Regions from separate parts of the Astyanax mexicanus genome. Here region 2 is linked to region 1. A link is a contact called in public Hi-C data. All regions are on one chromosome and are shown on one strand. Each heading gives the region's core, a stretch centred on a gene start, on an enhancer-like site or on the middle of the called end of the contact. The rest is flanking DNA. Distances are from core to core; before and after follow the strand shown. Region 1 holds the start of ptmab (prothymosin alpha b). Region 2 has its middle 35 kb from the start of phb2a.

The links. A called contact is a pair of places that touch in the nucleus more often than the background predicts.
Region 2: a Hi-C map of muscle shows a contact between it and region 1, with 11 times the contacts expected there. The contact joins the enhancer-like site here to the promoter of ptmab in region 1. A contact is called at or near these places in 3 of 3 Hi-C or Micro-C datasets (blood and muscle).

What each region holds. Positions count from the first base shown.
Region 1 is chr4:53,614,225-53,618,866 of AstMex3_surface, reverse strand. ptmab (prothymosin alpha b) reads left to right here and starts at 1,583. Exons shown (of 5, transcript XM_007232766.3): 1 at 1,583-1,742; 2 at 4,282-4,344. The coding sequence starts at 1,698.
Region 2 is chr4:53,654,179-53,659,449 of AstMex3_surface, reverse strand. No RefSeq gene overlaps it. Among protein-coding and RNA genes, the nearest start is that of phb2a, 35 kb to the left of the region's middle. Within about 2 kb of position 1,714, the one cell type or tissue checked has an H3K27ac peak away from gene starts, as active enhancers do.

The DNA of each region.
Region 1 (4,642 bases), core at 334-2,833:
CCTGATCACCTGGATCAGGTGTGTCGGATCCGGGCTGGAGCTGAACCCTGCAGCCCAGCAGCCGAGCGGATCTCCAGCCGGTCCAAAAACTGCACATTCGAATCCGGATCCGAATGTGAATCCGGGTTTTGCAGTTTACCACTGTCTGAAAATGTGACTGACGCGGTGCTCAGCCAATAGCGTGACTCTGGGGGGGAGCTCGTGGCGTGGCGTACCATAGCCGTAGTTTCGGCCAGCCAATCAGATCGCCTCGCAGTGGGCGGGTACGCTCAGGGAGCCAATCAGAAGCGGCTGTGTTTGAACGGCGTCGTCGTCAGAGCAGAATTTGAATGTAGGTTATGATGGAGGAGCTGAAATCCCCCTCCTTTCTCCTTCCTCCCTCCCTTTTTTTCTCTCTCTCTTTCTCTTTCTATCTACCTCTCTCTCTTTCCCTTTGTTCAAAAAAACATCGACGCTGTTAAACGTTCAAACTACGGTTTCTAAAAAAAATCCAGTCCTAAAAAAAACCGCTTAAACGCGCACATCAACAAACTGCCGCACATTGATCCGAATTTAAAAGATTGAGATCAGACGCGTGGGTTTTTATTTAATTATTTATATACTTATATATGTATAACACGAGCACAATGGCGTTTTATGTATCCACATATAATCCACATATTCACCGACCCCATTAAACACGGCCACGCACTAAGATGCGTTATTAATATAAATGCGCATTTATTGGAATTCGCATTGTGTATGAACGAGGCTTTTAGCATTTTTAAAACAATAAAAACGCTTTTAAAGCTGCTCCGTTTCCCCGTTTTTGATCACCTTCTTTGTGCGGTGTTCAGCGCGGACGGGGGCGGGGAGGATGTGGAGGGGGGGGGGGGGGGGCGGTATTTGCACTTTGTGCGCAGCGCACTGCGAATTTTACGCAACAAAAAAAATGGAAGTAGGAAGGAGAGAAAAAAAGATGGGGGGGGGGGGGGGCACGTGTTAATTAATGTATTAATGCTATCTTTGTCTTCCAAATTGTAAAAAAATAATGTATATAGAAATGTATATATTTTGAAGTAGTGACATTTATGTTGCTGAATAGGTGATTAAAGGTTAATGTTGGTATAAATAACTTGTAGTAAATTAACTCAACAGTACGATCAATATGAATTAATGAATGTATATTAATCTATGTATCTATCTATGTATCTATCTATGTATATATATATAGAGAGAGAGAGAGACAGAGAGAGAGGGGAGGGGGGGTATTAAAACTGTGCTACCGCGTTAAAAATATTAATGATATGCGTGTGTATATATATTATATAAATATATATTTATACATATAAATAAATAAATAAATATATATATATATATATATATATATATATATATATATATATATATATATATATATATATATATACGTGTGTGTTGGTGTTCGTGTGTGTGTTCTTTTCCCTTTTAGAAATACTATCCATTGTTCCACTCCACGGCGCAAAAGCCCCCGCCCCCAAACGCCCTCCGCCAATCACACATCTCGTCCCCGCCCCCTCCACTCCGCCCACCGCTCTATATTAACGGCTGGTGCGGCGCGTGCTCGCGGCATTAGAGCGCTTACAGCCAGCAGCGGAAAAAAGGACATATAAGAAATTAAATATTTATTATTTTTTAGGGGAACGTTCTCCTTTTTCTTCACTAATCCTATTTTAAAAATGGCAGACACAAAAGTGGATTCCGCCACGGAAATCTCCGCCAAGGTAAGGAGCTTGTGAACGTGCGGATTTCGTGTTTTTATGTTTGTTTTTTGGTGAAAATGAGGATTTTCTGGAGGGGGTTTTCTCCGTTCCCGTTTAAAGCGCAAGACTCACGTCGTTTGGCGCCAATACGTGGGGAAATCGGTCCGAAATGTTTTTTAATTTCTTTGTTTTCTGGTTTTCAGAGTGATTAGTGGTTTATTTTGTGGGTTGTAAAGAGTTGAGCGTTGTATTTTTAGGGTCTTTTCTTTGAATAAAAGCTTCGCGGGCGACCCGGTTACATTGTAGCTCGTGCGCGCGGGTTTCTTTGTTTATACACGCAGAGATGGGCGCCGGAGCTTTTGAAGCCTTCCTTTTCGCGCGGACCTTATTCCACCTTTATCTTGCATGTTTGTGCGTTTTTAAACGTCGGAAATCTTCGCTAAAATAGTTTTCACTTTCTTGCGTTGCGTTGGCGGGGTGTTGATTTATCGCTTTTATCCCTCGCTTCGGCTTTTAACAGCGCGCTCGTGCTTAAGTTGACGAGGCGGTCGCACCATTTGACATTTGTGTTCATTTTGTATCCGTTTATCGCTTTTTATCCTTTTTGTATCTTTATGCTTGCGTGAATCAACGCACGAATTAAGTCGTTTTAAAAGTGGTTTAGATTTAAAGTGGCTTAAAATCAGGGTGTATATTAGGTGCGTTCAGGTTCACTTGGACTTGTGAACGGTAAACATTAATTCATTTCACAACCGGCCTGTAAGATCGCTTTCGGTGCAGATTTCGCGTTGTGTGGCCGGCGTTTGCGTCGATGTATTCGGATTGTTTTTGCTCCTTTTTGTTGCTCTTTTTATGGACTTTTAATAAGTAACACATTGCAGCCTTTTAGGCATGTTTTGGACTGCTTTTTTAATTATACAGTGTTAGACATTGAGGTTAGCTCGCTGTTCCTCTACACGGAACCCCGGGGCTTATCTGGCCCATCCGCTGGTGGTGCTTCTGCTGCCGCTGCATGCCTCCATATAGCCTACTTCATTACTACATTCATATTTCTTGATATATCTTTAGAATTGATCAATTGCATGCAAACCTTTTTTTAAAATAGTTTTTAATTCATTCATATAAAAGAAACACCATGCTTGCTTTTTTGTAGAAGCGATCCGTTTGTAGACGTATTTTAGCAAAATGTTCAATGACTATGATTAATTGATTTAAATAGGTCAGAATGGCATTGCAATTGCATTGCAAGTGTTGAAAACGGAATCCAGCTTATTTACATGTATGATTTTTTGTTCTTTTTAGCCAAATAGATACAAAACAGGAAGGACTTTAAGGAGTATCCTTAATATAGGTTGCTTTTTTATGCACAAATGCAATGCATAGGCAATAGCGGATATAACGTATATACGTTAGTTTTAGCTGGAGCTCGTGCCTGCCGTAAATATGGCGTAAATAGCGTTAATGGCTTAAGGGCTGAAACCAAGCGTTGATAAGAGCGTTAAGCCAAGTTAATGGGCATGCGTGGTTGCGCGCAAGGTTATCTATCACACGTTCGGAGATTGGTATTTGCCATAAAGCTGATAATAATAGTAATTATTCGTAAATAATCGTAGTGATAATTATGGAAGGTGCATTGTACATTGGCCCAATAGCGCCACGCTGCATCGTGGCCACATTTAAATGGTGCAAACCCGGACCAAAGTGCTTCAAAGTGGATCCACAGCGCGACCTAAATCCAGCAGCAGATAACGTGAAAGCAAAGGGGGAGGAGGGATGGAGGGAGGGAGGGATGGATGGAGGGAGGGAAGGAAGGAAGAGGGTGGGAGGAGTGTGGATGGAGGGAGGGATAGAAGGAGGAACGGGGGTGGGTATGGTATGGTTAGGTTGGTGCCATGTGTGCCGTGTGGCCCCCTTTTGTCCTTTATGATGATCATTTATCTGGTTACTTGATTATTGATTAGTTTGTTGAGATCATTGGTTTGAGGTTGGGCTGCATCCCAAATCGTATATGCCCCAATATAATGCGTGCGTATAGATATATTTTATACGTATATATATATATATATATATATAGCAGTTGCGCATGCGTCACTTGACCACAATTTAAAGCAAAGGCGCAATTTAAAGAATTGGACGCAACCCCTTATCAAGGTGCTCCTTAATGCTTTCTTCAGTCGGCGGTGTCCCAAACCATTGACCCCTTTATTGTAGTTTTATTAGGCGACTAGAGACGGGTGTGCGTGCGGCATATGGTGCGCACTTCGCCAGACTACAATACCCACAGTCCCAGTCGTGTCGTGTTACAACAAGAGAGCTCGCTAAGCTCGCTGGGGGCGGGGCCTAGTGGGATTTGATTGACAGATGGGAAATCTGCGCCTCAGCCAATGGGGTGTCAATGACAAGAGAGGCCTCTCATTGTGGACACAATTCCAGTGAGCACCGGTAGGGGGTGTTGGTTTAGCGGCATTTTAGGGCCATTACGATGGTTATTAATGGAGGGAAATCATAATAGGCATGTTATATTTATTATATATTTATATATATCTTTAATTTCTTGCAGGACTTGAAGGAGAAGAAGCTCCTGGAAGAGAAGGAAAATGGAAAGGAGGCTGCTAATGGAAAGGTGAGTATTTAAAAAAAATGGTCCATGTCATTTTTTTCATTAGGAATGCAATTAGTTTGGCTGAAACTAAATAAAATAAGCACAAATATAGTCACCATAGTTTTCTTGCATGTTTTCCTGAGTTTTGCCACGTTCCCTAAAGAAAGCACAATTAAAACAAAACTATAATTTAAGAATATTTATTGAAAACTTGACTCAAACCCTTTAAACATCCAAGTAGACATGCCAACAAAGCACACTTTGGCTTAAAACATATTAGCCTTTGTCTGAGGCTTTTTAGTTATTTTCTAAATTTTGG
Region 2 (5,271 bases), core at 465-2,964, 40 kb before region 1:
GAGGAAGAGTGGAGAGACACACAGTCCAAACTGCTCGAGGTCTAGTGTGAAGTTTCCACCAATCAGTGATGCGGATTTTATTTTCCAGCAGGACTCGGCACACTGCCCACACTGCCAAAAGTACTAATTGGTCTTATATGATATTCTAGTTTTCTGAGATACTGATTTTTGGGTTTTCATGGCTGTAAACCATAATTATCAAGAATAAAATAAATAAACACTTAAAATAGATCACTCTGTGTGTTTAATACATCTACATAATATATGAGTTTCCATTTTAAGCTGAATTACAGAAATAAAATAACTTTTTAATGCTTTTCTAATTTCTTTTAAGATGCACAGTGTAAACATGAAGCTAACATCAATGCTAACAGCTGTCTACTGACTTTATTGCCTACTATCTCATTTGGCATGGCTGGTTGAGCTGCTGCTTTAACAGTTTCAGGAGAAAAGAAAAGAGGCGTAGAGCCAAAAAGCTAGCTCTGTAGTTTTAGCCTACATAGCTGAACGTGCTGAGACTCGAACAGCTGCACCTGTAGCATTCCTTTTCTTACCGGGCAGGTGAACATGTTTTTTCTACTTACATTATCATTTTCAACACAATTCATTATAAACATACAGTTTTATGCTGCTATGTTTAATCTGGACACAAGCAAATTGTAGAAAAACTGCATTTTTAACTAAAATACAGTGTTTTACAGCATTAGTCCATGGAAAATTCACCTAAATCTCTAAACCAATTGTTTCCAAATTGTGGTATATGACAATTTGCTGCACATAAAATATTGACGATGGTTTTATTCTTGGTTGTGCCTCTTCTAGGCTGCAAGACCTACAAAGTCAGAATGTTTTATCCACCATTTAGGCAACATTTGTTCCCCAGAAAGAGAAAAATAAAGTATACACCCCATTTCCCCATTTTGTTAGCTAGCTAGGTTAGCCTTTTCCCCCCTTGAGCATAAAGTTAGTATTTTGGCCTTAGTACAATTAGTATAAAGTTACTAAATGTCTCCTTAAAGTAAAAAAGATCATGTAATTAGCCATTTAGGAATAAAATCAGGCATAAGTGCACCTGTAGGTTTGAGTTTAAAACTTAAATTTACATTGCAATATAGCATCTGGTCTCTTTTAGACTGTTTTAGATTGCTTTTTTGCAATTTTTAAACCATAAAAATAATTTTAATGCAAATTTAAACAGATTTAGAACTGTTTTAACATGTTTTGGAACTATTTGATCAGTTCAGAACCATTTTAAACCATTTTAAAAACAAATTAAAATGTTTTAGAGCGTTTTAGAACCATTTTAAACCGTTGTTAAACCATTTATACACATTTAGAACCATTTAAACCCTTTTTGAACCATTTTAGAACCAGTTTTAGAACTGTTTTAGTATCGTTTTAAACCATTTTAGCACTATTTTAAACCGTTTTAGAGCATGTTAGAACTATTCTAACTCCATCAAGAGCCGTTTAACTCGTTTTATAATAGTTTTAGTACCGTTTAAAAACGTTTAAATCGGATTTTTACCAGTTTTCACCATAGTGTGACACATACTGTTTAGCTGTAATCAGGATCCGGATCCGTTCCGGGTTTTCCGCGGTACCCGGCTGTGTGAGGCCGGCCGCCATTTCACGACACGGACAAGTCGAGTCATGGCAGAACAATAACACACACAGTCCAGCGGGTATTCCCGGCTTTGTGGGAGCATTTCCACGCTCTGCTGCGTGGCTGTGGTTCAGTGCTGCGGTTGGTGGTTAATATAACATCTTAACTACAGAAATCGAGGCGAATACGTGGTATTTTGTGTGTTTTTCTGATATAAAATGCGGATTTAGTGTCGTTTTCCCTGCCGAGAGCTGAAGGTCCCCACTACGGTGAACTGACCACGCTGCCCATTAGCTAGCTAAGCTAACAGCACGTAGTAACGTTAGTCCACACAAAGAGATATAAATTAGCTTTAAAAGCCTTAAATTACTGTTTTAAGGTCATTTTAGTGAGTTTTTATTTGACTTTGTGTACAAATGTACTTAAATGCAGCTGTAGGTTAAAGGATAAACCTTAAAATTAGATTTGAAATATAGCTTCTGGTTTCTTTCAGGCACTTTTGTCGATTTATTTTTTTAACTGTACTAGGTGAATAAAATACTAATTTTTAAGACTAATATTAACTGATATACATTTGGTTTAAAGACACTTATTACTGTTTTTAGCTCATTTTATTTGGGTAGTGGTTGTCTTTTTGTATGTATGTACCTAAAAGCAGTTGTAGATTTAAGAATAGGCCTTAAAATTAGATAAATATAGCACATGGTCTCTTTTAGACAGTTTTGTAGTTTTTTTTTTACTTTTAAGTAAATAAAACATCCTTTTTTAAACGTTTTAACTGATATAAGTCACATTACTGTTTTTAGCTCATTTTATTTGGTTAGTAGTGGTCTTTTTGTAGTAATGTACATAAAAGCAGCTGTAGGTTAAAGTTTAAAACCTTGAAATTAGATTTAGAAAAATATAACACTAGCATCTGGTCTCTTTTAGACAGTTTTGTAGCCTTTTTTTACTGTAAAGTGAATCAAACCCCCTTTTTAAGACTTTTTAATTGATAAAAGTTTGTTTAAAGACATTTATTACTCATACTGTTATTAGCTAATTGTATCTGCTTAGTATTTGTCTTTTTGTATGAATGTACCTAAAAGCAGCTACACAAAGTAGATTACTTTTAAACCTTAAAATTAGATTTAAAAAAAAGCATCTGCTCTCTTAAAAAAAAAAACATTTAAGAATAACATCAGGCCCAAAAGCAGCTGTAGCTTTGAGGGCAAACCTTAAAATTACAACGAAACATAGCATCTGGTCTCTTTTAGACTGTTTTATAGCTTTTTTTGCTATATAAAGTAAATAAAGGTGCATGTAAACTTTTAATTAAACCACTATTTAGTAGATTACCAGTTAGATTTTTTTGCTGTAGTTTTAGCCTCTTTTAGACTGTAAGACCTAGCTAACCTACATTTCTACACTTTTATTCAGTTTCCTACTATCCCCACATATTGTTGTACATGTAATCTGCCCTTTAGGCAACATTTATTCCCTCAAAAAAAGAAAAAATAAGGTACAACCCATTAGTATCAATGTTAGCAAGAGAGCTGAAGGTCCCCACAATGGTGAACAGTGAATAAAAGCCCCCATAAACTCAATTAAACTACTACAGTTTAGTAGTAGGTTAGGCCTGCAGCATTTAGAATTTGGCCTCATTTAAGCTGTAAGACCCAAGTAGTAAGCTAACCATTTTTATAGCATTTTCTTTGTGCAGAGTGATTAAAAGTACCCATAAAGTCACAATATTCATATTATTAACAATGTAGGCAACATTTCATTCTCAGATCGAGAATGTATGAGTGCTACTAAATTAGCTAACACTAAAGTTAGCTAACGTAGCTAGCCCAGGAGCCTACTACTATTGTCTAGCCTCTTTTAGACTCTCAAATATACAGTTTTTGTAGTTTGGTTCTTGTGTAAACGGAGGAAATGCCCCCAAAAAAGTGACAATAATCAAGATATCCACCAAATAGGGATATCCACCATTTACTAGCACTGAAGCTAGCAAGGTTAGCTAACCCAGAAGCCTAAAGCTAATCTCTGGCCTATTTTAGAATTTTCCTAGTAGTATTTTTCTTGTACACATAAAATAAAAACTGCCAAAAAGTCGAATTGTTCCTTGTTATTCACCATTTTTTAGCTAACATATAGTCTCTTGTCTTGTAGCACTACAAGTGGCTAGCTAGCTAACACATGAAGCTAAAGCTAGCTAGTTAATTTAGTTTCAAATATGAAGCTTTCATAGCATTTTCCATGAACTGAGTAAATACATATATATACACAGTTTACATTTATGATATGTACAATGTTTTAAATTAATAAATAAATTGTATATTTGTGCTATATTAGTTTGTTCCATTAAGCACTGAAGTTAGCTTACCTAGAAGCCTAAAGCTAGTGTTTTGGCTAATTTTAGACAATTTTTGTAGCATTTACTTTTTACAGAGTGATTAAAAGTACCCAGAAAGTCACAATATTTATATTATCCACAATTTAGGGAACATTTCATCCTCAGAAAGAGAAATATGTGCTTGTATGAGTGCTACTAAATTAGCTAACGCTAAAGTTAGCTAACTTAGCTAGCCCAGTAGCCTACTGCTATTATCTGGCCTCTTTTAGACTCTCAAATATATTGTTTTTGCTGTTTTTTTCTTGTATAAACTGACCAAATGCTCTAACAAAATGAAGACTATAATGGTATCCACCATAAAAAGATATAAAGATCATTTAGTTTCACTTCACCTAGAAATAAAGTAAGCTAGCTAGCAAATCTAGGAGCTCAAATGTAACCTCTGGCCTTTTTTACAATCTCAAATACTCAGCTTTTGTAGCATTTCCATTAATAGACTGAATATATATATATGCATACACAGTTAAATTGTTCATGATATCCACCATTTAAAGTGATAAATAAGCTGTATATTTGTGCTGTATTATTTTTGTATGAGTGCTGCTACTGCAATTTATCTAATGTAGCACTGAAGTTAGCTAACTAGTTAGTATTTGGCCTATTTTTGTGCATTTTTGTAGCATTTATTTTGTACAGAGTAAATTAAGTCACACAAGAAGAATAAAAATAAGTCATAATATTTGTATTATTCACAATTTAGGGAACATTTCACCATCAGAAAGAGAGAAATATGTATTTTGTTCACACTAAATTTAGCTTGCCCAAGAGCCTACTGCTATTATCTGGCCTCTTTTACACTCTCTAATACACAGTTTTTGTAGGATTGGTCTTTAATAATCTGACCAAATGAACCAATAAAGTGACAGTAATCAAGATATCCACCACATAGGGATCATTTACTAGCACTGAAGCTAGCAAGGTTAGCTAACCCAGGACCCTAAAGCTAATCTCTGGCCTATTTTATAATCTCAAATACACATTTTTGTAGTATTGTCCTCGTCCTCATGCACTACAAATAGAGTTACCTAGCTAACACAAGAAGCTAAAGCTAGCTAGTTAATATTTGGCCAGATTTATAGTTTCAAATATGCAGCTTTCATAGCCTTTTCCATGAACTGACTGAATACATATGTCTACGCAGTTTACATTTATGATATCTACAATGTTTTAAAGTGATAAATATGTTGTATATTTGTGCTGTATTAGTTTATTCCATTTAGCACTGAAGTTAGCTGAACCAGGAGCATAATGAGCTAGTATTTGGCCT